Linked DNA regions of Mus musculus: regions 1, 3, 4, 5, 6 and 7 are each linked to region 2. A link is a contact called in public ChIA-PET, HiCAR-type, HiChIP or PLAC-seq and promoter capture Hi-C data. All regions are on one chromosome and are shown on one strand. Each heading gives the region's core, a stretch centred on a gene start, on an enhancer-like site or on the middle of the called end of the contact. The rest is flanking DNA. Distances are from core to core; before and after follow the strand shown. Region 1 holds the start of Vps18 (VPS18 CORVET/HOPS core subunit). Region 2 holds the start of Ehd4 (EH-domain containing 4). Region 3 holds the start of Rmdn3 (regulator of microtubule dynamics 3). Region 4 holds the start of Zfyve19 (zinc finger, FYVE domain containing 19). Region 5 holds the start of AV039307 (expressed sequence AV039307). Region 6 holds the start of Lcmt2 (leucine carboxyl methyltransferase 2). Region 7 holds the start of Ino80 (INO80 complex subunit).

Evidence for each region. Promoter capture Hi-C pulls out the DNA fragments that hold promoters and counts their contacts. ChIA-PET counts read pairs in DNA pulled down with a chosen protein or histone mark. HiCAR-type assays count read pairs that join an accessible place to other places. HiChIP or PLAC-seq counts read pairs in DNA pulled down with a chosen protein or histone mark.
Region 1: a contact with region 2 is called in a FOXA1 HiChIP or PLAC-seq map of pancreatic cancer cells. The contact joins the promoter of Vps18 here to the promoter of Ehd4 in region 2. A contact is called at or near these places in 2 of 39 promoter capture datasets (liver and pre-B cells), 1 of 484 Hi-C or Micro-C datasets (pro-B cells) and 2 of 115 datasets of contacts at active chromatin or transcription factors (embryonic stem cells and pancreatic cancer cells).
Region 3: a FOXA1 HiChIP or PLAC-seq map of pancreatic cancer cells shows a contact between it and region 2. The contact joins the promoter of Rmdn3 here to the promoter of Ehd4 in region 2. A contact is called at or near these places in 1 of 39 promoter capture datasets (cranial neural crest), 1 of 484 Hi-C or Micro-C datasets (B cells) and 1 of 115 datasets of contacts at active chromatin or transcription factors (pancreatic cancer cells).
Region 4: a promoter capture Hi-C map of erythroid cells shows a contact between it and region 2, with 2.7 times the contacts expected there. The contact joins the promoter of Zfyve19 here to the promoter of Ehd4 in region 2. A contact is called at or near these places in 2 of 39 promoter capture datasets (erythroid cells and liver).
Region 5: a contact with region 2 is called in a promoter capture Hi-C map of pre-B cells, with 3 times the contacts expected there. The contact joins the promoter of AV039307 here to the promoter of Ehd4 in region 2. A contact is called at or near these places in 1 of 39 promoter capture datasets (pre-B cells) and 1 of 115 datasets of contacts at active chromatin or transcription factors (bone marrow-derived macrophages).
Region 6: a HiCAR-type map of astrocytes shows a contact between it and region 2, with 3 times the contacts expected there. The contact joins the promoter of Lcmt2 here to the promoter of Ehd4 in region 2. A contact is called at or near these places in 1 of 39 promoter capture datasets (liver), 1 of 484 Hi-C or Micro-C datasets (CD4 T cells) and 3 of 115 datasets of contacts at active chromatin or transcription factors (astrocytes, bone marrow-derived macrophages and embryonic stem cells).
Region 7: a contact with region 2 is called in an RNA polymerase II ChIA-PET map of memory CD8 T cells, with 5 read pairs. The contact joins the promoter of Ino80 here to the promoter of Ehd4 in region 2. A contact is called at or near these places in 2 of 115 datasets of contacts at active chromatin or transcription factors (double positive thymocytes and memory CD8 T cells).

The regions. Positions count from the first base shown.
Region 1 is chr2:119,286,681-119,290,588 of GRCm38.p6, forward strand. Vps18 (VPS18 CORVET/HOPS core subunit) reads left to right here and starts at 2,062. Exons shown (of 5, transcript NM_172269.3): 1 at 2,062-2,450; 2 at 3,473-3,614. The coding sequence starts at 2,360.
Region 2 is chr2:120,153,071-120,156,549 of GRCm38.p6, forward strand. Ehd4 (EH-domain containing 4) reads right to left here and starts at 1,505. Exons shown (of 6, transcript NM_133838.4): 1 at 1,170-1,505. The coding sequence starts at 1,405.
Region 3 is chr2:119,155,067-119,159,011 of GRCm38.p6, forward strand. It overlaps Rmdn3 (regulator of microtubule dynamics 3), which reads right to left and starts at 1,968. Exons shown (of 13, transcript NM_001033136.3): 1 at 1,841-1,968; 2 at 1,292-1,485. The coding sequence starts at 1,478.
Region 4 is chr2:119,206,711-119,210,132 of GRCm38.p6, forward strand. It overlaps Zfyve19 (zinc finger, FYVE domain containing 19), which reads left to right and starts at 2,010. Exons shown (of 11, transcript NM_028054.3): 1 at 2,010-2,473. The coding sequence starts at 2,420. Dnajc17 (DnaJ heat shock protein family (Hsp40) member C17) reads right to left here and starts at 2,085. Exons shown (of 11, transcript NM_139139.2): 1 at 1,978-2,085. The coding sequence starts at 2,055.
Region 5 is chr2:120,849,052-120,852,536 of GRCm38.p6, forward strand. AV039307 (expressed sequence AV039307) reads left to right here and starts at 1,605. Exons shown (of 4, transcript NR_038350.1): 1 at 1,605-1,714. Ttbk2 (tau tubulin kinase 2) reads right to left here and starts at 1,367. Exons shown (of 16, transcript NM_001024856.2): 1 at 1,005-1,367.
Region 6 is chr2:121,138,571-121,142,028 of GRCm38.p6, forward strand. It overlaps Lcmt2 (leucine carboxyl methyltransferase 2), which reads right to left and starts at 2,128. Exons shown (of 1, transcript NM_177846.3): 1 at 1-2,128. The coding sequence starts at 2,030. It also overlaps a transcript of Adal not described here.
Region 7 is chr2:119,476,095-119,479,809 of GRCm38.p6, forward strand. Ino80 (INO80 complex subunit) reads right to left here and starts at 1,593. Exons shown (of 36, transcript NM_026574.4): 1 at 1,285-1,593.

The DNA.
Region 1 (3,908 bases), core at 812-3,311, 870 kb before region 2:
TGAATGCTTCAAGAATTTCCAAGCACAGGGGCCTATGCTAACCTTCTCTGTATTGTTTCAATCTTTTAGTATGTATGCTACTATAACATGCCCCCCCCACTGCTCTCTCTTATTCTCTTATAATTTTATTTATTTATTTATTTATTTATTTATTTATTTATTTATTTATTATCTATATTTATTTATTGTTTTTTTTTTTTTCCGAGACAGGGTTTCTCTGTGTAGCCCTGGCTGTCCTGGAACTGACTCTGTAGACCAGGCTGGCCTCGAACTCAGAAATCCACCTGCCTCTGCCTCCTGAGTGCTGGGATTAAAGGCGTGCCCCACCACTGCCCGGCTTCTTTTATAATTTTGACCTTGAGATTCTAACCCTCCTATTCCCACTTCCTGACTGCTGGGACCATAGTCACCATACCTAGTTCTGTGCTGTGCTGAGGGCCTCATCCTATGAAACTAAACAAACCCTCTTGTCTGCCAAGTAAGCTAGATCCATAGTCTCCAATTTCATTAAAATCTAAACCTTTTCAATTCAACAGCAAATCCAAGGCTGAGGATGGAGCCCACGATGTAGCACTCACACAGTATCTGTGAGGCGCTGGGTTTGATTCTTCGGGTCTGGATCTTAATTTAGTCAACAATCCGCTATTAAATACTAGTAATATTTAAACACAAACTCACCACTCAGTGATTTGTATAACATCCGACTGTCCGCACACCGTTAAGAGATTTTTTTTTTCTCATTTTATAAATGTAGAAACTGAGCCATGAGAGAGTTCGTTTATGCAAATGTCTAATAAACATTCACTAGTTAGTTATTGGTGACTGCCCTGGAGCAGGTTACAGGTAAAGCTGGGGTTCCCCAGTAAGTTCCCTAGCAGTGCCCTGAGCTCAGTCATGTGACCTCCACCCCCTCTCATTTGGCTCCTCCTCTGTTCCCACCAGCCAGGTCTCCAGCTGTCCCCACACTCTCCTTCATCTGCCTGCCATACCTAACCTGTCACTAGGTCTCTGGTGCCTTCCTCTGAGATGGTCTCCCACTTCCCAGCTCTCTCTCTCCCGGATGGATACATAAGGCCTGTCTTCTGCCTCAGGTCTCATGTCCTTTTCAAACACCTGCTTCCCAGTACCAACATCAGATCTTATCCCCAGTTATAGCCTCCAGTGGATCACACGATAGCTTCCACAGTCTGCCCAAGGCCAGCCCCGCTTCCTCTCCACCCCATTACACGGCTTATAGGGTTTCGCTCGTGACTTTCCTGAAGACTATATATAACCCCCTTTTCTTTTTCTGATACTAGGGCTTGATCCTAAGGCTTCCCACATGCTAGACAAGGACAGTCAACATCACTCAACGTATAGAGTGCCTGGAAGTAGCCTGCTTCAGTTTTCCCGGTGACCCTTGCCTCTCCCCCTACACTAAGGAGCTACTATGAGGCAGCTTACTTAACCTGGCCATTGCGTTGTCAATTTCTTTCTGTTTTGTTTTCTGGGGGTCTGTAGCCCAGTCCTTAGTAATCCTCCTGCCTCAGCCTTCCCACTGCTGGAGATTAAATTTTGTATGGTTTTCTTTTTGCGGTGTAAGGAAAAAAAAAAAAAATCCAGGTCTTATACCCGCTGGGCAAGGTGCTTATGCACCACTGAGCCACACTTGTGACCCATTCAGCTACTTCCTCTGGAAGCTAGGGGGCCCTGGGGTGAAAGAAGGGACACTCAGACTGTTCTGCCTGTGCCTGTGAAGGTGGACTGAGGCAGCAATTCGATTGAGGAACAGGAGGTAGTGTGACAGATGGAGGAGCACCGCCGGCCTTTCAGTGACAGTCTGAGGGAGTGAAGTCTGAGCTGCGGAAGCCTAGGATCCGCGCAAGCCTGTTACTGGACGCCGCTGGGAAATCCCGGGCTGCCTCCTAGCGCCAACATGAGGAACTGCAGCAGCAGGGTGGCCCGCAAGCGCTCCTCCCCCGCCGCGCCGAGTCTCCGACAACGCCTCCTTGTGGAGGCTCAGGTGCCCAGGACTCCAGTTAACACTCGCGGCTGAAAAACCCGGAAGCACGTCATAAGCACGCGTCACGGGGGCGGGAGTCAGCTGAGCTGCCTGGGCGAGGTTGTGATTACCTGGGATCTGCTAAGGGGAGCCTATAATCTCTTGGGACTGGAGCTGGGGTGCAAAGCTGCGCCATGGACTAGTTGGGGCTCCTCGATCGTCTCGTCCTTCACAGAGAAAGCGAAAAGGGCCCCAGAATTTTTAAAAGGTTCTCAGGATCTGTCAGACGCTGGGGAAGCACAACTTGCAAATCCAGGACGACCGGGGTCCCAGTTGTGACCCCCAGCCCCCAGATCAGAGATCCAGAACTTGATTGCCATGGCGTCCATCCTGGATGAGTACGAGGACTCATTGTCCCGCTCGGCCGTCTTGCAGACTGGTTGCCCTAGCGTGGGCATCCCCCATTCTGGTAAGTTAGAAGAGGCCGCCTCTGCCCCTTTCTGTTATGGTAGCATTTACGGGGGAGAGAAGCTCTAGAGCTTGCAGCGTGTGTTTAGGATCTAAGCCCCAGGCCTTTCTTGTCTTGCCCAGCTTGTCATTGGTCGAAGTTTGAAAGAGCCACAGGAACAGCCTCGTGATCTAGGCCTTAACTCAAAGGTCCTTCAAAAGAGGGAACTTGGGCTCAGATAAGGAAGTACTTGTTACTTTTGTCTATAGGCTGCAGTTGGGAGAACTGAATATAGGTTCCAGGCTTCTGTGTCTTGTTCTATGGATTTTTTTTAAAGCTTTTGGAGTCTGTGTATGTGTTCGTTCCCACCAGACTTCATCTTGAGGTAGCAGAGGAGGCAGAATGAGCACTGAACTTGGTGGAACGTGAATGTTATAAGTGAAGGAGGGTCGATCCAAAAGGGAATTTTGTTACTGAACAGGAACAATGGAGATGATTGTCCCGGGGTAAAGCTGGCTGCAGTTTAGAGTGTAGGAGAGCAGCGCAGGGTTACCCACACTATGATGATATTGCAGCGGACTATCGAGAAAGCAACTGTAGCCTATGAACTGGACTGATAGGACTGGGTTCCCAGAACTCTCTACATACAATGGAGACTCACTGAACCATACTGTGTGGACAGCAAGGAAGGGACTTTAGTTTCTCTTGGCCAAAGACCATAAGGGAGAATGCCAAAACCATCCTCCCTGTACTGTCTCCCCCCACCCCCGTTACCACTGGGAACGTGCATATCATGATACAACCTCATCTCAGGCACAGAGAACCAATCCCTTACTACTGTCACAAGTGTGGGAAGAGCCCAGGACCCTTCCAATAAAGACAACCAGAAAACTATTTCATGTTGAACTCTTTATGAACCAAGACCCTGTGGGTAGGAATATACTTGGGAAGCAGAAGTATCAGCTAACACTGGGGTTTCTCTGGGTTTCTGGGTGCCTCACCCCCCTCTGGACGCCTTTTTCTCTTGTCTTCCCCACCTATAGGGTATGTAAGTGCCCACCTGGAGAAGGAGGTGCCCATCTTCACCAAGCAGCGGGTTGACTTCACCCCCTCGGAGCGGATCACTAGCCTCGTGGTCTCCTGCAATCAGCTCTGCATGAGCCTGGGCAAGGATACACTGCTCCGGTAGTATCTTTGGAGACTTTTAGCTGACTAGGGTCTTTTTCCATACTTAGCAAATGACACAATAGCTTTTCAGGAGATGCACTATTCCTTCCCAAAGAGAACCAGTGTGGTGGCTGAAGATCAGAGAGAACTATGTTCAGATTCCACCCATGCTGTTGAACGAGTCAGCTAATCATTCTGGTCTTTCAACAGGGGGAAAGGTGCTCTCAGCCTCCCAGAGTTAGCCACACAGATCATTGGGACAGTCTGGAATCCTGAAGTATGTCCGCTATTTGCCAAAAGTGTTGACAGCGT
Region 2 (3,479 bases), core at 255-2,754:
TCCAGCTTCCCCAGTCCTTGGATTACAGGCAAGCACCATCTCAACTAGCCCTTTGCATCTGTCAGTTACTGTAATATTTCTAGGTTCATTTCTGAGTTAACATATTCAACACTGTTTTCAGCTAATTTAAAAGCATTACATGAAATAATTTCAACATTATTTTCCCCCTCTCTTCGTTCACATTTCAAACTACAGTGTATTGCCTTTGTTGAGTTCATTCACAGTGTATCTACAGGCCTGGATTTAACATATTTCTTGTAGTGACAACTTTTCTATTTTTTTGGAACTCTTTAGGTCACAGGAGGGGAAAAAAAGGAGGTCATACCTAAAAGAAATGGCATGTCCCCAAGACAGATGCAGTTTTCTGAACACCTGTTGAACATCAAATGATGATGAGTGTTCTAATTCCAAAACTCAGGATCCAGATCTTAAATGTTCAGTCACTTTGCTTCGTCTGATAAGGATTTGAACGTCGATTCTTCCCAAAGATAGGGAAATAGACGCCTCATTTAAAAAGCAGTCCGTTTCATTGTAAATTATTTCTCATCGAGTCACTCTAGAGGAAGCTGTGTGGTTGGAACTGCAGGGCAAGCCGGTTATTGCTTCCGGAGACAGAGTGACCGTGACAAATATTTTCAGTTTGTCAAGGGTGAAGAAATGGAAACTAGCAAACAGTAACCTGACACTCCCCTTCAGTCCACAGGCTGGTGAGGCAGCTACACTGTAGGCTAACTTCCTATAGACCATAAAGCTGGATGATAGCAGCCCCGCCGCTGTGGCGGAACGTGGCACCTAGGGCATGGCAATACTCCTACTGTGGCATTCACTCATTCATTCATTCGTTCGTTCGTTCATTCATTCTCACTGTGCTGGAAGGTTACCTCTCCACCTAGGAGCCGCATTCCTTCATTATCACTTTCAGCACTAGGTTGCACTAATGATGAGCCTTGCCTTCTCTCCCTTTCCTGCACTCCCAGGCCAGGGTGACAGGCTCAAGGAAGGCCTTGGCAACAGCAAGGAAGGGGCTCGCAGCGCGCTGGGGGCCGGTCTCAGGGGAGGGAGCCTTGGGAAACGGGACCCGGGAAGGCGACGGGCCACCAAGCTCGGAGTGTAACCTGAGGGCAGGCCGTGCGCTAGCGGAGGGGTAGCGAGCCGACGAGGCAAATTACCTGATGAACGTGGTCTTGCCCGTGCTGTACTGGCCCACCAGCAGGATCATGGGCTTGTTTTCGAAGTCGGCGTCCTCCAGCGCTGGCGAGTGAAACTCGTGGAAGCGGTACGCCTCCTCCAGCGGCAGCACCTTGCGCTGGTACAGAGAGCGCAGGCCGCCCGTCACCGTCTGCACCGCGTCCATGCCGCCCGAGCGCTCGCGCCCGCCAGCCTGCCGCCCCATCCAGCTGAACATGCTGCCGCCCCACAACTTGCCGCCGCCGCCGCCGCACTTCAGTAAGAACCCCAGAACCCGCGTCGCTCGCTCTCTGTGCCCGACAGTAGCTCTCGCCGCCGCCCGCTCCTGGGTCCGCCCCCTGCCGCAACGACCAATCATCAGCCGCTGCGTCACGGGCGCGCGCTCATTATTCAGCAGCGATCTCAGGTCCTTCCTCATTGGGCGTTTGCCAGCGACTGGGTGGAAGCTCTAGCCAATGGAAAGGCGATCCTTGAATTATTGATGACGGCATCGGTCTAGAGGGCTGATCCCGGAGAGGGTGTAGTCCAGGCGGGGTGACACAGGCGCGTCTACCCGGGTACATCCTTCTGGCCAGGTGGCGTTGGCTTCCGGGCAAGTCTGAGCTGGCAAGAATGAACCACCGGAGGCTGTCCTCCTGGAACTCGACTCATCCCAAGTCTCCGGACGTGGATACTGGGGACAGAAAACTCAGAAAGTTGACAGACAAGTTCCTTTTCCTGGGGCAGGTTATTGCCCTGTTTACTACTGTCGAAGATACTCAGGCTCACCGATATAATTGGCAAAAATTGGAGAGAAAATGGACTTCAATCTATTTGCGCAGACACTTCTGCCTCCATTCAACTCTGGATCAATTAAAGGCCTCTTTCTGCTAGACACTAGTAGAAATAATTGACCATCACCTGTGTATCCTAAGCGAGAAATAGTGTTAGCGCATTTTCAGTGTGGCCAATGAGGCCAGCTGCATAGGAATAACCCAAGAGGCTTGTTAAAATGCAGGTCTCTAGTTCTTGATACAGACCCACCAAATAAAATGTTGAGAGATGCAGCTCAACAAATGCCTGCAGATGATTCTTGTCTGCATAAAGTTTGGAGAAAGATTGTGTGGGAATGACTTCTTGAACTTGGTGGAAATGCAGAGCTGATTCAGCAAGTAGTTGTAAAATTGCATTTTAAAGATCGTTCAGGTGTTGCCAGTGCAGCAAGGGTGGTTTTGTTGTTGGTGGTGGTGGTGGTGGGGTTTGGTTTGGTTTGGGTTTTTTATTTATTTGTTTATTTTTATTTTATTTTATTTTATTTTACTTTTATTTTGATTTTTCAAGACAGGGTTTCTCTGTGTAGCCATGGCTGTCCTGGAACTCATCTGTAGACCAGGCTGGCCTCGAACTCAGAAATCGGCCTGCCTGTGCCTGTGCCTCTGCCTCTGCCTCTCTGCCTCTCTGCCTCTCTGCCTCTCTGTCTCTCTCTGCCTCTCTGTCTTTCTCTGCCTCTCTGTCTCTCTCTGCCTCTCTGTCTCTCTCTGCCTCTCTCTCTCTGCCTCTCTCTCTCTCTCTGCCTCTCTGTCTCTCTCTGCCTCTCTCTCTCTCTGCCTCTCTCTCTCTGCCTCTCTCTCTGCCCCTCTCTCTCTCTCTCTGCCCCTCTCTCTCTGCCCCTCTCTCTCTGTCTCTCTCTCTCTCTGCCTCTCTGCTTCTCTGCCTCTCTGCCTCTCTGCCTCTCTGCCTCTCTGCCTCTCTGCCTCTGCCTCTCTGCCTCTGCCTCCCAAGTGCTGGGATTAAAGGCATGCACCGCCACTGCAGGGCATCAAGGGTGTTTATGACAGCTTTGTTCGTCACTAAAACTTGGAAACAACCAAGATGGCCTTTAGTAGGAGAATCACTAAACTATGTATATCCAGACCAAAAGCTGCTGTCTCTAGGAGGTGAACTTATTAGTGAAGTTTCTAGCTACAAGAACCAGATATATCTACATGCTAGAAACAACAATTGGACATTCAAGTAGAAAATCTGCATGCCTTGGAATAGCACCCAAACAAAGAGATGTTTAGTGCTAAATCTAAATAAAATGTACCAGATCTATATGCTGAGAATCAAAATATATTTCTAAGAGAAATGGAGACCTGAACATACTGCCCATACCTACCCTGTTCGTGGACCAGAAGACTCAACATTAAGATACAAAATTTTCCCCAATTCGTTTAATGCAATCCTCAGCAGGTTTTTGTTTTAGTCAGACTTAACAAAATGATTCTCAATTTCACATGATGGATGTGAAGTTCCCAGAATAAATACAACAA
Region 3 (3,945 bases), core at 718-3,217, 1.0 Mb before region 2:
TAAATACCAGGTAGTCAACACCAACTACCCAGTAAAACAAAAACTGGGTTTGTTCAAATCCTGATCTCTGAGTGAATAGTAACTGCCTCTCTTGAGGCCATAATTAATCTCATCAGAGCAGAGCAAAAAGAAAATGAACAGTCACCAAGAAAAGGTCCATGGAAAAAAACTGGCCAAGCTCCGTAAGAAAATAGTTACCAAGCTGAATCCTCTCACCCTGAACTGAGCGTGAATGAATTAGGAACTTGGTAGACATTTAAAGCAACTGGACTAGAATATACAATATGGAAGACGGCAGGCCCCATGGAGCAGACATGCATACATCCCTCGTTAGAGGAAATCTAGGCCAGCAGTGCCAGGGTACACCAAGGAAGATAACTAGAATGCGTAGGCTTTCTCCCATCCTCATGGGAGGCCAGACAACTGCTAAAACATAACAAATGAGCAAAGTACAAGTGAGGAGAAAGCCAGGTCACTGGCCCTGCCACGTTACCACTATGTTATCAGACGCTGACAGCTGCAACCTAGGGTGATAAGTGCGCAGACACTCTTGCAGAACTCACATTCCCAGTTAGCACTGAATCAGAAGATATATGAGTGCAGTGGTCACAGAAAACATTTCCAATCAGCACGGAACGAGGGGGGCTACACGAGCCTCTGTCACCCAAATAAGGGGAGCGATTCAAAGCCCCAGCTGCTCTGCTTAAATGACTTAACCTGAAGACTTTTTACAAAACGAAATCCATTTCATCTGTCACTGCTGGCTTTCAACCATTTGGCTTGAGTTGCATGAATGTGCTCTCAGCCTGTGCTGTGGAAAGTCCACTGGACCAGACGACTGGGTCCAGCTTTACCTCTTACTCTGTAACAACCTCGAGAAAGTTACACAATCCCTATGAATCTTTCTTCATAAAAGGGATTTTTCAAACTTGGATTACTCTCCAAACACGACTTCATATCTGGATACATATATTCACGCCACCAGAACTTTTAATTCCAATGAGATTATTTCTTTTTCCTTCTTTCAGACTCTTCCTCTGTCAAACACACCCCTCACCCAGCACTTCTCAAATGCCCTCCGTACACATTCATGGGCGCGACCAGAACTAAAAGTGAAAGCTACAGTCCTGCACCAAGCTTTCCTGGAATCGGAGGAAAGGGCACAGCTTTCCTTTTTGGTGAGTTTTTCCTAAAACTGTGAAACTCAGCCTTTCCACTGCCCCGCCATCCTGCTCTGCGAAAGACAGCCCGAGCCCCAGTGCCATCAGTAAGTTATGACCTGTGCTCTTACCCTGGCGTCCACGCTCTGAAGCCTGCGCATAGTCCAGGGAGTTGGGCAGACTGTGACTCCGGCCATGGCGCTGGGTCCGTTTCCATCGCTGGCTGTAAAGGACGCACAGGAATCCAAGGCCGGCGGCAGTACCAAGTAACAGTCCCAACCCGGCGCGGGAGCCGCCCAGGGCCCCCAGTCTAGACATAGTGTACCTGCAGCCCGCGTAAGAAACAGGAGCGAACCGAGAGAGAGTCATGAGGCCGGCCCTCCACCCCCGAGGCAGAACCCGTTAGCCACGGCCTCACCCAGGTCCGGCCGGACGGTGCCGCAGCCCCCGGCTCACCCAGGTCCAGCCCGCGGGTGCCGCAGCCCCCGGCGCAGACGGACGCCCTGCCAAGAGGCAGCAGCGCCGGTCCAACGCGCCCCTGCCCAGTGCAGTCCGGCTTCCGCGCCCCTGGCCTCCCAACACCCTGTACGTGACAACCTCGCAGCCGGCTGCACACTCTCGGCCTTCCGGCGCCCCCCGAAGCCACGCTGGGCCCGCAGGAGACCAACTCAGACCCTTACCCAGCCACCAGCCACCATGGCAGCAGCAGGCACCGCGCTTTCACTCTGTCAATGATTTTGACGTCCTTAATCCGCGCCACCTGCTCCGCGCACGGTGAGACGCGCGTGGAGATGACGCACGAGGCTCTGCCTCCCACCCGGGTTCTGTGGGCGGGGCTACATCGGCGAATGGACGCTGTGCGGTTACCGGGGCCGCGAAGGTGGGTTGGGCTGTCTAGTGTCCGAGCCTCTGGGTGGACTTTACCCGGTGCTACGGCCAGAATGTGCTCCGCAAATCTCACGCTGCTTATACCTGGAAGATGCCACCACCCCCACCTCTTCTTAACACTGGCTTTATTTTCAGCTGAGTCGTTTACCGATTTTTCCAGTCAAACCCCAAACAACAGCGCCACTGCTAGATGAAATTGGAGTAAGTTGTTGGTTATCGATAAGATGTCCCTACATCGCTGGGACTCCTACAAGTTTTCAAAAATCCTCTTCAAGCCAGGGCCCCTGGACCAGGAGGATCATTGCGAGTTCGAATCTAATCAGGACTGTATAGTCTACAGAGCAAGCTTCAGGACAGCCAGGGCTCCACAGAGAAACTGGGTCTGATACATACCATTTCTGCTATCTTTGCTTTGTATGTTGCTGCTTTATTAAGTCAGGGGATCACTATATAGCCCAGACTGGCAAGTGCTGTGCCACTGAACCACATCATCAAACTTTTTTTTTTTTATTTTGAGGAGGGGGGACTTTTAAATTTTGAGACCAGACCTCAAGTTGCTGAAGTTAGCTTTGAATTCGCTCTGTAGCACAGAGAGACCTCGATCTTGTGAGCCTTCTGAACCCCAACTCTGCCAAAAGCTGGGATATGGTCTTTGTCATAAAGCCAAGCTTTGGCGTCTCTGGCCTTCTGCTTTGGCCTTCCAAATTCAAGACTACAGATTTGTCTGCCTCCAAATGTATTCATATATAAATGAATATAATATAAAGTATCTCACCATTTTAAGATAGACACAGGTTTTAGAGGACTTAGATAATCCCACTGTCTCTTTTTTTTTCAAAGATTTATTTATTTATTTTATGTATATGAGTACACTCTAGATGTCTTCAGACAGCACCAGAAGAGGGGATCAAAATCCATCACAGATGGTTGTGGTGAGCCACCATGTGGTTGCTGGGTATTGAACTCAGGACATCTGGAAAAGCAGTCAGTGCTCTTAACCACTGAGCCATCTCTCCAGCCCTCCACTGTCTTTTTTGTTTCTTGGTTTGAGTTTTTGTTTTGGGTTGGTTGGTTTGTTTGTTGAGATGGGGTTTTTCTGTATGGTGCTGGCTGCTTTAGAACTAACTCTCTCTCTCTCTCTCTCTCTCTCTCTCTCTCTCTCTCTCTCTCTAAGATTTATTTATTTATTATATGTAAGTACACTGTAGCTGTCCTCAGCTACTCCAGAAGAGGGCATCAGATTTCATTATGGATGGTTGTGAGCCACCATGTGGTTGCTGGGATTTGAACTTGGGACCTTCGGAAGAGCAGGTGACGCTCTTAACCACTGAGCCATCTTGCCAGCCCCTAGAACTCTCTTTGTAGACCAGGAGGGTCTTGAACTCACAGCAATCCACCTGCCGCTGTCTTAAACATTTATTATTAAATGTTATTAAACATTTGTTTAATCCCAGCATTTGGGAGGCAGAGGCAGGCAGATTTCTGAGTTCAAGGCCAGCCTGGTCTACAGAGGGAATTCCAGGACAGCCAGGGCTATACAGAGAAACCCTGTCTCGATAAATAAATAAATAAATAAATAAATAACATTTATTAAATTATTAAATGTTATTAAACTGTTATTAAACATTTTGGAGCCAGGCTGGTAGTAGTGGCACATGTCTTTAATCCCAGCACTTAGAAGGCAGAGACAGGTGGATTTCTGAGTTCGAGGCCAGCCTGGTCTACAGAGTGAGTTCCAGGACAGCCAAAGCTATACAGAGAAACCCTGTCTCGAAAAAACAAAAACAAAAAAACAAAAACATTTTGTAGCCAAGCGGTAGTGGTGCCTGCCTTTAATTTCAACACTTGGGAAGCAGAGGCAGGAGGATTTCTAAGTTTGAGGCCATCCTGATTTATA
Region 4 (3,422 bases), core at 760-3,259, 950 kb before region 2:
GAGTGCAGATGTCTGCAGAGGCTATTGACTACAGATGCCCCAAACTCATATCCTCTGGAAGAGTATGCTAAGTATTGTGAGCCTTTTTAACTGCAAAGACATCTCTCCAACCACCCCATCCCCCTCGTTGTTTATATATATATATATATATATATTTTTTTTTTTTTCCCGGAGCTGAGGACCGAACCCAGGGCCTTGGGCTTGCTAGGCAAGCGCTCTACCACTGAACTAAATCCCCAACCCCGTTTATATTTTTTAAGTAGGGTCTCTGTGCTGTTTTTTTGTCTGAGACACACACACACACAATAATAGAAAGAGGAGGAGGTGGTGGAGGAAGAAGAGGAGGAGAAGGAGGAAGAAGCAGCAGGTGGTGGTGGTGAGGATTATGATTTGGGGTTGGAGAGCTGGCCCAGTCTGTAATGTGCCTGTTCTGTAAGCAGAGGATTTGAATTTGGATCCTAAGCATTCAGGTAAAAAGCCTGGATCCCAAAAGCAGGGCACGGGGCATCCTAACATTTGGGAGGCAGATTTATCGCTGTGAGTTCGGAAAAACTAGCCTGATCTACATAGAAAGTTCCAAGACAGCCAGGGCTACATCAACTTTTCTTCGAGAGAGAGAGAGAGAGAGAGAGAGAGAGAGAGAGAGAGAGAGAGAGAGAGAGAGAGAGAGAGAGAGAGAGAGCGAGAGAGAGAGCCGGGCATTGGTGGCGCACACCTTTAATCCCAGCACTTGGGAGGCAGAGGCAGGTGGATTTCTGAGTTCCAGGTCAGCCTGGTCTACAGAGTGAGTTCCAGGACAGCCAGGGCTGCAAAGAGAAAGCCTGTGCTTTACGAGTATTTATTTCTACATCCATTTTTGACTTCAGCCAAATCTTCAGGAAGCTTTCTGAGCAGGATGACCACAACTTTACTGAAGAATCCAATCACCCTGATTTTCTGCCCCAGAGCACTCTTTCTGACACTCAAGCATTGGACAAGCAGTCCAGAAGTATAAGAGCATTGATAAGATCTCTTGCTGGGCGGTGGTGGTGCATGCCTTTAATCCCAGTACTGGGGAGGCAGAGGCAGGCGGATTTCTGAGTTCGAGGCCAGCCTGGTCTATAAAGTGAGTTCCAGGACTGCCAGGGCTATACAGAGAAACCCTGTCTCGAAAAAATAAATAAATAAAAAGGATCTCTTCCCCCCCCCCACCTTAAACACGTTAAGACAGCTGACCTTAAACTCCACAAGAAACTGAAGTTGACCTTAAATTCCTGATTCTCCTCCCTCCAGCGCCCAAGTGCATTACAGGCTTGGATCACTATGCCCAGCCCGGTGGGCATTACTTTTTATCCAATGAACTCCCCTGCGTGTACTGTCACTATTGCCACCACAATCTAAGAGTAAATAACAGAAACCTTAAGTACAGCACTTGAGATAAGTGGACCCCCACACCACCTGCTTTAACCTTCTGATCCTCTTGTTTAACCCGCTAAGCAGCACGCACTGACAACATTGGAACATCTGATACTTAAAAAGAGGAAAAGAAAACTGAGGCCTCTAGGTTCTAGGCCTCAACGTCAAATCCAGAAAAAGAAGAGGGGCTGAGGGGAGGAGTTAGAGCCTAGAGACTTTTCTTCCTAGGATCCCCCTGAAGTTAAAACAGACTAAAACCAAACACCTCCAGACAGACAGGTAAAACGTTCAGCGTACAAACTGATGCTGCGCAGGCGCAAAAAAGCAGGCCTGGGCTCTCAGGTTCAACCGGCCTCCAAACAGTGTGGCAGAAGGGACAGCACGGTCACACAGTTCAGAGTTCTCAATGCCTCCCTCCCTAACCCAGTCCTCAAGCCTTTCAGGAAGTGCCCGGAGGCCCCCTTTTTAGTCATTGGCCGTCCCTCGCTCCGGGTCCAGGATAGGGCGGAGCATAGAAAGCCGGAGCCAGGCGCGCGCCCTGACGCGAGGACCGAAGAACTGCTTTGCCTATCAAGTTCTCACCTCTTTGTCTGCCGCCTTCTCCTCAATGCCGAGCAGCGCGTACAGATCCATTTGTAAGAGCTCTTTGGTCACCGCCATGGTTCTAGTCCAAACTTGAATTGATACTACAACTCCCAGGAGTCTGAGCGTGTGCGTGGGCGCGGGGCTTACTCGCTCCGAGCCGGCCCAAAAGCGCGCTAAGCCTCCTGGGATGATGCCTTCCGATTCTCGTCTGACTGGCTGTGGAGGAGCGCGCTGCGGAGAATGAACTACGACTCCCAGCATGCCCCACTCCGCTGCCGCCCCGCCTTGGTGAGTGCAAAGTCAGAATTCTCCGCGCTGGGCCGCCCCTGGACAGCGCCGATGGGCGTGTGGGACTGGGCTGCACAACCTGAGGGTCTGAGAGGCCTACCCTGCGCTGGTGAGAGGCTAACCTACCAATTCTGCAGCGCCGAGAACTGCTATGGAGAGCAGGTGCTACGGCTGTGCTGTCAAGTTCACCCTCTTCAAGAAGGAGGCGAGTGTACTCCCAGAAAGCCGAAGGGCCAAGGGAGGACGCGGGGCGAAGGGAAGGGAGTTGCAGGCTAAAGACCGTTTGACGGCTTCTTTTCAGTTGTGTGGTTTTGATGAAGTAACCCGGTTAACCTCTCTGTAAAGTGGGTCGGATGCCCACCCGTTTCCGGGTTAAGATGATGGTCTGATGAGGTTCAGTGAGGTAAAAGCACTTCCTGCAAATCCCGATGACCTTAGTTCGAACCCCAGGACCCACATGGTGGAAGGAGAGAACTCCTGAAAGTTATTCTCTGATCTCCACACACATGCCATGATATGCATATGTCTGCACGCATACACTCACAAAGAAATAATGTAAATTAAGAAAATGTAAAGTAGCTTCGGTGAGGTGCTGTAGCTGAAAAGACCCTAGAAATTGTAAAGTTTCCAAAAGCTACACTTTTTTTTTAAATCTCCACCTACATTCTATCCACTCCCCTTCTCTCCATCTCTGTCTTTAAAGTCATCCCATGCATGCCGGTTGCTCTCTGTTCTGAAACCTGCCCCGTCCACAGCTTGCCCTTTTCTCCCCAGGGCACAATGAAAAAGCCTTCTTCTCAACCACATTCCCCTTGTGAGCTGCAAGGGAAGTAAATGGGACGAATTCATGGTGTATAGGATTGGAGCACTTACATATCAATTTTGGTGTCAGAGTTCAAATTTCAGCTGCCCTGTCTTATTCAAAGAATGATCTAATTGAACGGTCATGTAATTTCACTGGCCCCTGTTAAAATAGAGATAATACTGGTGGGCATCAGGATCAAATATGATGACGTATGTAAGTGATGATGGTTATAACAAATGATGAATTTTAAGGTGCAGGCTTAGTGCCTGGCACACACTAAGTACTTAATAATTGAAGCTATTGTTACAACCCTATCCTGAGGCGAACCTCCCACCATCTCTACCAGAAC
Region 5 (3,485 bases), core at 355-2,854, 700 kb after region 2:
CTCAATACTTTTTAAAAAATCCTCATTTTTTTTACTCCTTAAATGAATGTTATTCTAGTCCACTTTGCTGAAAGAAAACAGATACATCTTTGCAGTCTATCCTGGCAAGTCCATGTTTAATGTCACTGCAACTATTAATGGCTCAAAACCAAACACTGAAACAAAACACAGCCTGAATCCTCCTTGTATTTGAGAGTTTGAGTCCATTCACAATACACTCTCTCACACACATTCAATTCTACTAAATAACATCTTCCCATCATATACAGGTTAAAATAGAATTGTCTTCTTTAAATGTTAAAGGACAGCTTCCAAAGCTAGGGGAGAGAAGCCTATCAACTTTAATCCAAAGCAAAGTACAACTCAATGTCATTTTTACCTCTAAGGCAGCGCCACAACTGAAACAAAATGAACTTCATTTAAGGATCAGGTATCCTAGCATCCCCATGATTATTTACTTCTCTGACTCGACAGTGCGTATATGTAGGCTCTTTTGTCCCTCTTTTGGCATCCCCGCGTATCAACAGCATCATCTTTGTCAAAGCAAATCCCTCTGGTCATTACTTCAATACTACAAAGTCCCGGCCTTCCTTGTTACCACACAAATGAGATTCGGTAGTCCCGTCACTCTTCCATTACAGTGGGAAAAGCAAGATAGAATGAAACGCTCATAATTTCAAAAGACTCCTCTCTGCTCGGTCCTGGTAGCCAGAAGAGTCATGAGTACAAGTGATATATGGGTCACCCACAGAAACAGACGAAGCAGCTTCATGAACCTCCAAGTTCAGGGAAGGCACCCAAAGCCTCCGGGGAAATGGGGCAGAACCAGAAAGATCTGTGGGATGAGGATCAATTTGGGTCTGGCGTCGCCTCAGGGCGTGGGCATAAGAAACCCAGGGGTCTCGGGCAGTCTCCCCTCCACGCCTCGGTTGAGCTGAACGAGGGATGAGGCGGGCGCAGGGAAGCTTCTTGGAGACGCCCTGGGGCTCGGGGGTGTGTCCTACCTGGGCCGCGGCGGACGCAGGATCTCTGACGGAGGACGAGGGTCTAGCTCAGGGTCCGCACCGGCAGGAGTCACCGCTCAGCAGGCGGGCCCGCCACCGCCTGCCCATCCCCCGCCGCCCACTGCGGCGGGACCGGAGCGCGGCTTAGACGGCCGGCGGTCCCTTCGGATGCCGTCCGCGTCTAAAGGCGGCGGCAGCGGCTGCGGGTATTGCTGCGGATTGTCCCGGGCCGCTGCTCTCGTGCCAGCCCCTGCTCCTCCTCCTCCTCCTGCCGCCGCCGCCTCCTCGTCCCTACCGCTCCCATCGCCGCTGCGGCGACTACTGCAGCGCCCGCTGACCCGGCCCGACGTTACTCTCCCCCCCGCAAGCCGCACAGCCTAGCCCACCCGCCCTGCCAGCGCGCACCGCCCACCTCTCCGCCGCGGGTGCTGATTGGAGAGCACGTTCCCAGCCTGTGGCGTCGGTTGGCTAGTCCCATTGCCTATCAGGAAGGGGGCGGAGAATTGGGCCGAGAGTGTCTCCGCCCCCCACCGGAGAATTGCCGCTATCTTCAGGTTTGCCTGAGAGGGCGAGTTACCGGGAAAGGAGCATCACAATGACAGTGCGCGTGTGCTTGGGAATTCTGGGACTCGTAGTTCCAGCCTCCGCTGCAACGGCCGGCCTGTCCTGAGGAGAGATGTAAGGCGCAGTGCTTCTGAGAGCCGACTTCAGTAGGTGTTCTCCTAGCTCAGCGTGCTTATGGCCACAGAGTTGGGCCCTTTGGAAGAAAATTGGTAATGCTTTGTCACTGAGGCGGTCGCGTCGAGAATCGTGAGGCCGGGTCATTGCTTAAGGTCTACTCGCCTGCTCAGACCTAGAGCTGCCAGGATCTGGGAAATGGGCGCTGTCCCCTAACCTAAGCTGCTAACTAGGGCCGGGAAACCCGAAGGTATTGGGAGAAAAGAAAGGAGTTACAAAGATGTCAGCCTGGCGAGGGAGTGCCCATTCACAACCCACGAAAAAAGATTTCATTGGCTTTTTGATAAAGACAATGAACAACTTTCATGTGGACCAGTCTGGGACTCTAAGCTTGGAGTTTGCAGGAGTGGCTCAAGACACACAAAGACTAACTATGAAGGGTGGGACACCGAGGCTGTATGGGAGACGTATTTCATGTTGAATGTGCCAAGCTCTTTGGTGAAAAAAAACAAAACAAAACCTAAGAGTAAGTCCCTCTTCTTTCTTTACTATCCATTATATAGACATTAAAAATTAAGAATAAACTTTACCAAGATCACAAAACTGATGTCAAAACCAAACTGCGGACCTATTCCATATTGTATGCCCAACGTTCTTTTTTCCTTAACAATTGCAATGACTGCCACGAGTTTGCCAGGAACAGAGAGGATGCAATGGTATGAATTGTAAAGGTTCACTTTTTGTTTTTGTTTTTGTTTTTGTTTTTGTTTTTCGAGACAAGGTTTCTCTGTATATCCCTGGCTGTCCTGGAACTCACTCTGTAGACCAGGCTGGCCTCGAACTCAGAAATCTGCCTGCCTCTGCTTCCCGAGTGCTGGGATTAAAGGCGTGCGCCACCACACCCGGCTCAAAGGTTCACTTTTACTTTCAAATATTTTCTTAGGTGACAAAAGTGTTCTTACTGTTAAGGAACTACCATCCTCTTTATATTCCTTTACAAGCAGGAGACATCCTTACTGCCTGTCATGTGCAGACTCTTGGACAGAAACCAAAACAAAAGACAACTGATGGTGAGGTCATCTTGTTCTATTCAAACATGAAGGCGTTGCCAGATTGTTTTGTTTCTATTGATGAAAGTTGGAAAATGCTTTTTTCCCCCATTATTCAATACAGACATGTGCTACAAAAACAGGTAGAATTTAAAAATTAGGTTAAGATACAAATGGGTTTCATTGTGGAATCTTCATTGTTTTCTTTTAAAGATAGGCTGTAGCCCCCATGAAGCCCTGAATAGCCTCAGTTTTTTGATCTTCCTGCCTCAGTCTTGGGCATGCTGCAATTACAGCTTCCAGCTGGCATCTTGACAATCACCTTGTAAAATAAGCCAAGCCGGAATCAGCTAGCTAAGCCATTCCCCACATTCAGCCCCACAAAAATATGATACAATAAATGTTTAAGGTTTAATCTGCAGTATCAAAAATAAATGTTTACTATTATCTTCAACACTGGTTGATTGTGTGGCGATAACTACTAATACAGAAAGATTTGGGAAAATAGGCAGTGATGGTGCACACCTTTAGTCCCAGCACTCAGGAGACAGAGGCAGGCGTTTCTCTGTGAGTTTGAGGTCACCCTGGTCTACAGAGAGAGTTCCAGGACAACCAGGGCTACACAGAGAAACCCTGCTTTAAAATAAAAAAAGAAAAGAAAAGAGATTTGGGGAAATAAAGGTGAAATAGAAGACTGACTCAGGTGTGCGGATACTCTGGATACATGAAGGAACAAAACTCAGACTTAAGAAAA
Region 6 (3,458 bases), core at 878-3,377, 990 kb after region 2:
AATGCCACTGTGTGGGGGTTGAAATAAGTACCAAAGGAAAAGCAGTTCCCTCCACCTCCAATAAGCAGGAGCTGCTGCTCTTCAGGAAGGAGGGCGCTGCTGTGGTTGTGCAGCATTAATGGCCATGGCACAGACGCTGTGTCAATCTGATATTCAGAGCTCAACCCTGTAGTCAAACAGATAACAGTCACTCCAGGAACTGAGGAGGAATGAATCCAGACCCCTCCAACCAGAAGCAGCTTTCCATTAAACACATGAGCCGTGTGAGAGTACCTTGGGGTAATGGAGGGCTGGATATCTATTGATTCCCAGAGGAATCCAGAGGACACTGGTTTGAGAAAGAGTACAGAGCTCAACAGTTCCTCAGAAGCCCCAAGACCTCCAGCGATAAGTGCTCCCCCTTGCCAACTGCAGGCGCTATGGGAATGCCGACCTTCGGGTGATGCGCCTTGTACTGGGATTCTGACCCAAGCCATTGTCTCTACATGTAGAAAACGACAGTCACTTAGTACAGGTTCAGCCACACTTCGGCCACCATACACAAATAAGTATCTTTGATTCTGATAGTATACTTCCGTTGTTGAATGCCGCCAACATGACAACACTGAACCTTCTTCCAAGGCAGCCTTCGTTACTGTTACATTTTGGCCCTCAGAGCAATTATCCTTACTTTTGTATAAATCAAGTTGGAGAGCCCCAGAGGCTGGACTTACTGGGGAGAGTCTTCCTCCAAGAACCAGAACCCGAGTATCAGAAAGCCTTGTCATGGTGTGATAAAGGCGTCCATCCCACTGGCCTTCAGTCCCCAAGGTACTTATTTGGCAGCCTTCCCATTCCGAGTCACAGGATCTGGAGAGCACGTGAAACCTGCTCACTCGGCAGTGTCGTCCCTCTTGTTCTCCAAAGCCTCCTGCACTGAAAATAACGCCAGGGCTCAAGAGGGCAGAGGCGTGGCCATATCGCTTCAGGCTTGAGTGCTGGTGGTCACTAGTGACTACTCTGGCAGAAAGAAACCCTGAAGGCGAGGCAGGATCTATCTGAAAAGAAGCCTCTGAGGGCTCAAACACTGGAGTTTCTGACAGAATGTCTCCCCTAGATGCTGCCAGGATGAAATAATGTGAACACTTCAGATGCCACTCCTCATATTCATCAAAGGGTTCAAGCGTCTCAACCCGCTGGCGCTCTTCTGCCGAGAGAAGGCGGCGATAGAACTCGTTCAGGTCCAGGGCGCTGCAGGCAGTCCAGCCAGCTTGAAGGAAGCGCTGGCGCTGGGCCTTCACGACGGGAAACAGCTCCAGGCCATGCAAGGGTGAATGCAACCGCTGAAAGTGCTGCAGCATGATCTGCCCAAAGGCATCCCCCGGCTGCATCTGCTCATAGATCACGAAAAGGGCGTCGGGGAAACGCTGGGCGGCCCAGGCAATGAGGGCTGTGGCACTGGAGGGCTCCAAGTAGGTCAGCACCGCCTCGGCCAGGAGCAGCGTGGGAGAGGTGGCGTCCAGGCCGGCGCCATCCAGGGCCTCTCCTAATCGCTGGAGCTCCCGCAGGTCCGCGCCCAGGATGCGGTAGTCCGCGCTCTCGAAGCACAGAGATGACGCCGAGTCCCCGATCTTGAAAGGACCGGTCTGCGCACGCAGCTCCGGGGTCTCCTCGATCCTCTCCGCCTTGAGCCGAGACACGTCCGGGAAGTCCACCTCCCAGACGGCAGCTCGGGCCAGGAGGCCCGCCGCTTTCAGACGAAAATAAAGCGAGTCGGAGCCTGAGCCCAAGGACAGGATCTGGGCTCTGGTCCGGGACGGGAGCGCGCTAGTGAGTTCGAGGAAGGCGCGCACGCAGTGACGCACGGCGCGCGCGCGCACGTAATAGCCGCGGTGGATAAGCGGCGTGCGCCGCACGGGTCCCGGGACCAGCAGCGCCGCAAAGGGGTCGCGCACGTATCCGTGTGCGGCAAGCGATCGTTTGCTGAGGGAGCTGCTGTCGTTGGTGCTCTGGACCGTTCCCGCCCGGCGCTGGCGGCCTCGCGGGCCCATGACGAGAAGGTGCTCAGCAATACTGCACACAGAACACTTACCGAGCTCCCGCTCATCCGCTTCTGGGTGCGTCACTTCCGAGAAGACCGCTCTCTGCCAAAACCCGCGAGAGGTTTTTTGACCTTCCCCCCCCCCACCCCCCCTTTCCAAATTACGTTTTCCTGGGAACACGCCAGCTGCTTCGGTAACAGCTAGCGCTTGGAGAGCTCAAGTTACCTCTTTGTACAGGCATTTTCTGCAGGGAAAAAAAAAACTTGTGTAGATCCTCTTATTTGAGAACATTTTTAGGTGAATCGGAGGCTGACGACCTGATACCGGTTTGGTCCGGCAAAAGAGGACCAGCACCTCGGATCTTAAGCAATCCAGAGTAGATTGGTCCTTGCACAAAAGTAACAGTTGCTCCTTTATTGAGTGTTCTCGTTGCGAGGGAGAACTCATTTAGATCTTAAATTAGGCCATATGGAAAGTGAAGAAAGAGACCTTTACGGATAATTACTGATTATTATTAACCCACTGCCCCTGTACGTGCTGTTTATTCTCATGTAGTCTAAATTCTGTGCTAGGTCTACAGTGAGTAAGTATTCAGCATGTAAAAATGACACTCCCCTCCACTTCCAAGATTCTGTGATTCGTATGTGGTATTGAGTATGTCTGCTGAAAATCGCTATAGAAGAGATGTGATTATTCCCTGTGGCGTTGTTGTTTAAAGGAAGCAACCCAGGTTGGACTTTTAAAGTTTCTACATTTGATGCTTAGGAGATACCAGTAAGAAAGCACTCCCAGAGATGCGTAGAAACTTCATCATTTACTAATTTAGTGTCTGCTTGGATTAGGAAAGGAAATAGAAAGACTTGAAGAATGGTTAACTCAGAGCAGTAGTATGTAACGGCTGAGAGTATGAGTTCTGGAGTCCAACTGGATCAAGAAAAATTTTCTATGAAGATTTGGTTATTGGAAAATGTTTTAGGGTTAGGAACTCGTTAGTGGTCTTAGAAGAGCAGATTGTGTGGCAGAATGATTCAGTGCGTGCAAGATATGTTAATAAAGGCATCTAGTCGACCAGAAGGATCAGAGACAGGAGGCAGCAAATACTACCCTCCATCCAGAGACAGGATTTTCGCCTGACAGACCCAACCCATTTAAGGAAAGTGTTTGTGCGACGTAAATATGAAATAACATGTTTTCTTGTAAAAGCAAATTCGTGCTACATGTGTAAGCTAACCTGACCTACGCAGTAGATTAAAGGAGCCCAGAGTTAAAGGGACAGACGAACGCTGGATTTTTAGTTTTCGGGTGTTTTTTTTTTTCTTGTTCTTTTTTTTTTTTACTAGTCATTTCCCCATTGCAGACACACCTAAGTTAGCTTTGCTTAACTTAAGTTAGTGGGAGCAGGGGGTTGAGGGGGCTTGGGAGGTGTAAAAAGAAGAT
Region 7 (3,715 bases), core at 343-2,842, 680 kb before region 2:
CTGTCTCATTTAAAAAAAAAAATCTAAGACAGAAAATAGATTGTTACCAAATGTTGTGGGAAGAGGAAAAAGTGACGTTTAAGAAACTTCTAGACCTTCTTTTAAAGTCAATGTTAAATGGTGGTGATAGGTGTACAGTCTGCAAATACTGAAATTTTCTGAACTGTGCCTGATTCACTTGAGCTGCAATCATATCTGATAAAGATGTTACTCCTTCGGGGGAAAAAAAAAAAAGCCAGAGATGGAAGTGCAGTTATAATCTTAGCACCATGGACGCTAAGGCAGGAGGATATCAAGTTCCCGGCCATCCAGGCCAAAAACAAAAAACAAACAGGAAAAAGAAAAAAAAAAAAAAAAAAAAAGACACGACCGGAAGAAAGGAAGCATCAATAACCCACAGTGAAAATTAGGGATGTAAATCATGGATCACTAACTGGGAAAACTAAGCTGATCATCAGCGATGTTTTAAGGAGTTCAACCTCCAAATTCCTTCCCGAGTCCTAAGAAGTACAAGAATGTAAATCAAAGAGTCCTGAGCACAGTTGGTTCTGAACTAAAATAGTTAAACGCCTTCTTCGGCAATATCCAACTTCTAAACTGTAGGGGGCTTCCATCCTCCGTGATTACGGAAGTAGTACTTTTCATCAGCAAGCTCAAGAAGGAATTGTCAAAGTAAGATGACACTTGCTGAGACGCACTGCAAACGCCTCGAAAACCCAGAAGTGCTGTCACAGACACATTTCTAAGTCTGTGCACGTGTTAGCCTGTCCCCGTCTAACACCAACTAGCAACTTGCATCATTCGCCCGTAACCGTGGCTCGCTCCCCATTAAACTGATACTCTATCCAGTCCATAGATCTCATTCGTTTGAATTGACAGGTAGAACCCTCGTCCGGTTCCTGGTCCAGCCCGACAAGCCTCCGCCCTGCCCCTCCCCACTCCCAAACCCACACACGTGTTAGAGCGACACCGCCCCACCGGGTCCCACGTGCACCTGGCCTAACACTCCCCACGTGTGGGTGCTCCACGGGCTTCCTCGGGTGGCCGAGGTCACCCATAACCCCGGAGAGCCAGAGATACACGACAGGAGAGCCGAGGCCCAGGTCTCTGAGGTCCCAACCCTATGGGGAGTGTCCACACCCATCCTCTCTAACCCCAACAAACCCCAGGGCCGGGGGCGACGGCCCCTTTAAGAAGCGGCCCAGTCGTCGCCCGCAGAGAGGGGCGCACAGGGGCCTACACGACACCCCCTCCGTCCACCCGCCCACGTCTTCTCAACCTCACCTCGGGCCGAGGGGCCCCGCCGCCGCGGCGGCGGCGGAGGGGGGGCGGGGGGCGGGCGGGGTCCGGAGGGGGGGGTCGCCCCGCCGACTGTGGAGCCGCGCTTCGCTCTCGGAGGCCGAGGGACGGTGACTGCGTTGGACGGGAACGCTCCTAGCTCGCTCCCTCGGCGGCTCCTGGGACCCCAAGATGGCGGCGGCGCTGAGGCGGCTGCGGGCGCTGGGCCGGCGGCGGCGGCGGCCACTTTCACTCACTGAGAGGAGCGGAGCAGGGACACGGGGAGCCATGGCGGGGGGGAGGAGAGGCGCCATAGCCAGGCCAGAACAATCGAGCAGGTACTCGGCCGGCTTAGCCCTGCCCCGCCCACGCCCACTGCTAGTCGCTAGCCCGTGTCCGCCGACCGTGCCGCTACGGGCGGCCTCGTGCAGCTTGTACCCCGCTGCCGCCGCCCGACGCCCCGCGCGGACCGGGGTTCTGGGGGAGACCCTCATCTATACTATCTGAGTGCAGATTGGTCGGGGCTGGGACTGGCGAAGATTGCCGAAAGGCGACGGGGAGGAGGAGGAGGATGTCATCGCTAGAGTGAGCAAGCAGATCTCGCGGGAGGAGATGTCGCGAGAGCTCAGCGGCCCTGCAACTGCCACAGAAAGGTTACTTTTCCGGAAGTAACGTCAATGGAAACCGCCCAAAAACCAGGGACTCATTTTGGTCCTGCAGGTGGGAGGGACTGCTTGGCGTTGTCGCTGGAAGTTTTCTCCAGGTAGTGCTGGCCTACCCCGAGGCCAGCTCGGGCGGGGATGGATCCTTGTAAGAGCCAACTTGGAGACGTCTCCTGGTCGTCTTCCTGACGACACTGTCCCCCTTCGGCCCGAGACCGTTGGCACGAAGGCGCTTTCACCTTCCATGCACTTTCCATTTCCCCAGTGGGGTGAGTCGCCCTGCCCACACTCGAGCAACCGCAGAGCTGGGGCGGGCGGGGCGGGGCGGGGCGGTTGTTTCATGGTTATTTTGTCTGGGTTTGGTTAATAGCCCAGGCTAGCTAGCGTCAAGCTCGGGGGATGTCTCCTGCCTCAGCCTCCCGAGGACTGAGGTTACAGTGTGCGCCATCATGCAGTCTTCTGCACTTAATCCACTCGTTTCCAAGACGTATATAGAATTGTTGGACTTCACCCTTTCGTTTTCTGCAAGAATCGCTTGTTTAATATTATCTGTTTTGCCTGTACTGTGCCTTGTGCAACTCCAGTTGGGTCCAAGTTGCATCCTTTGGAACTGAACTGCTTAAAATTAAAGTCTAGAAAATGATTATTTAAAAAATGTCTTGTTTTTTTTTGTTTGTTTGTTTTTCGAGACAGGGTTTTTCTGTGTAGCCCTGGCTGTCCTGGAACCGCACTTTGTAGACCAGGCTGGCCTCGAACTCAGAAATCCGCTTGCTGGGACTAAAGGCGTGCGCTGCCACGCCCGGCTCTTTTTTTTTTTTTTTTTTTTTTTTTAATGTTTCTTGGCCTCGATATGCTTTAAGTTCAGGAGAAAAAGTGTCCGTAAACAAGACCTTAAATGTTCACAAAGTTTAACAGTAACACTTTATAAGAGGGTCTGGCTAGACAGCTCAGCAGACACAGTCACTTGTCACCAATTCTGATAACCAGACCAGAACCCACATGGTACAAGTAGAGAGCTGACTCCTGCTTACTGTCCTCAGACCACCACATACATGCTGTGGCGTGTGCGTGTGATATATATACACACAGGCGATCTTTTTAAATTACAAAAATAATTCTGCAAGAATCAAAGCAAGTAGAAAGAAGCCCATCTTTTTTTAAAGAGAGAAGACAAGTGGAAAGAAGAACTCCAGAAAGCCTTGTGTTATTTTGCCAAAATAGCCTGCTCAGTACTGATGCAGAGATCCTGTTTCGAGAGGCATAAAGCCTGATGTTGCCCTACTTCAAAATTGGAAGGAATCGCAAATGCTCAAAAATGGTTCCCTCACCACGAGCTTGGCTTCAGGGAGGACAATTCGGAAAAATTGTCCGGATACGCTCCCCCACATATCAGCTGCCCAGTTGGGCAAGGTGCCACCAGTACCCACGAAGGAAAAAACCAAAATGGAATTACATGGATGTGTTCTCTCTGTTCCACTTCTGATCAGTTTCATTGTAACAGTACTAGCCCTGTCAAGATAATCGATCCCAGATGAGAACTGTGTTTGCCTCCATTTCACTTACCCAGCACCTCATTTGGGCTGATATTCTAGCACTCCTGAACACTATCCTTAGAGCTGAAACCCAAAGGCCCCATCTAGTGTGACCAGTAAATCCTAATAGACTAGACACAAATGGATCTGTCCCTACAGTAAATCTTACGTGACTGGCTCTGAATTGACCCTTGAGAAGTACTTCATAAGACTTTGAAGGGGTGGGGAGCTGCTAAATTGCAG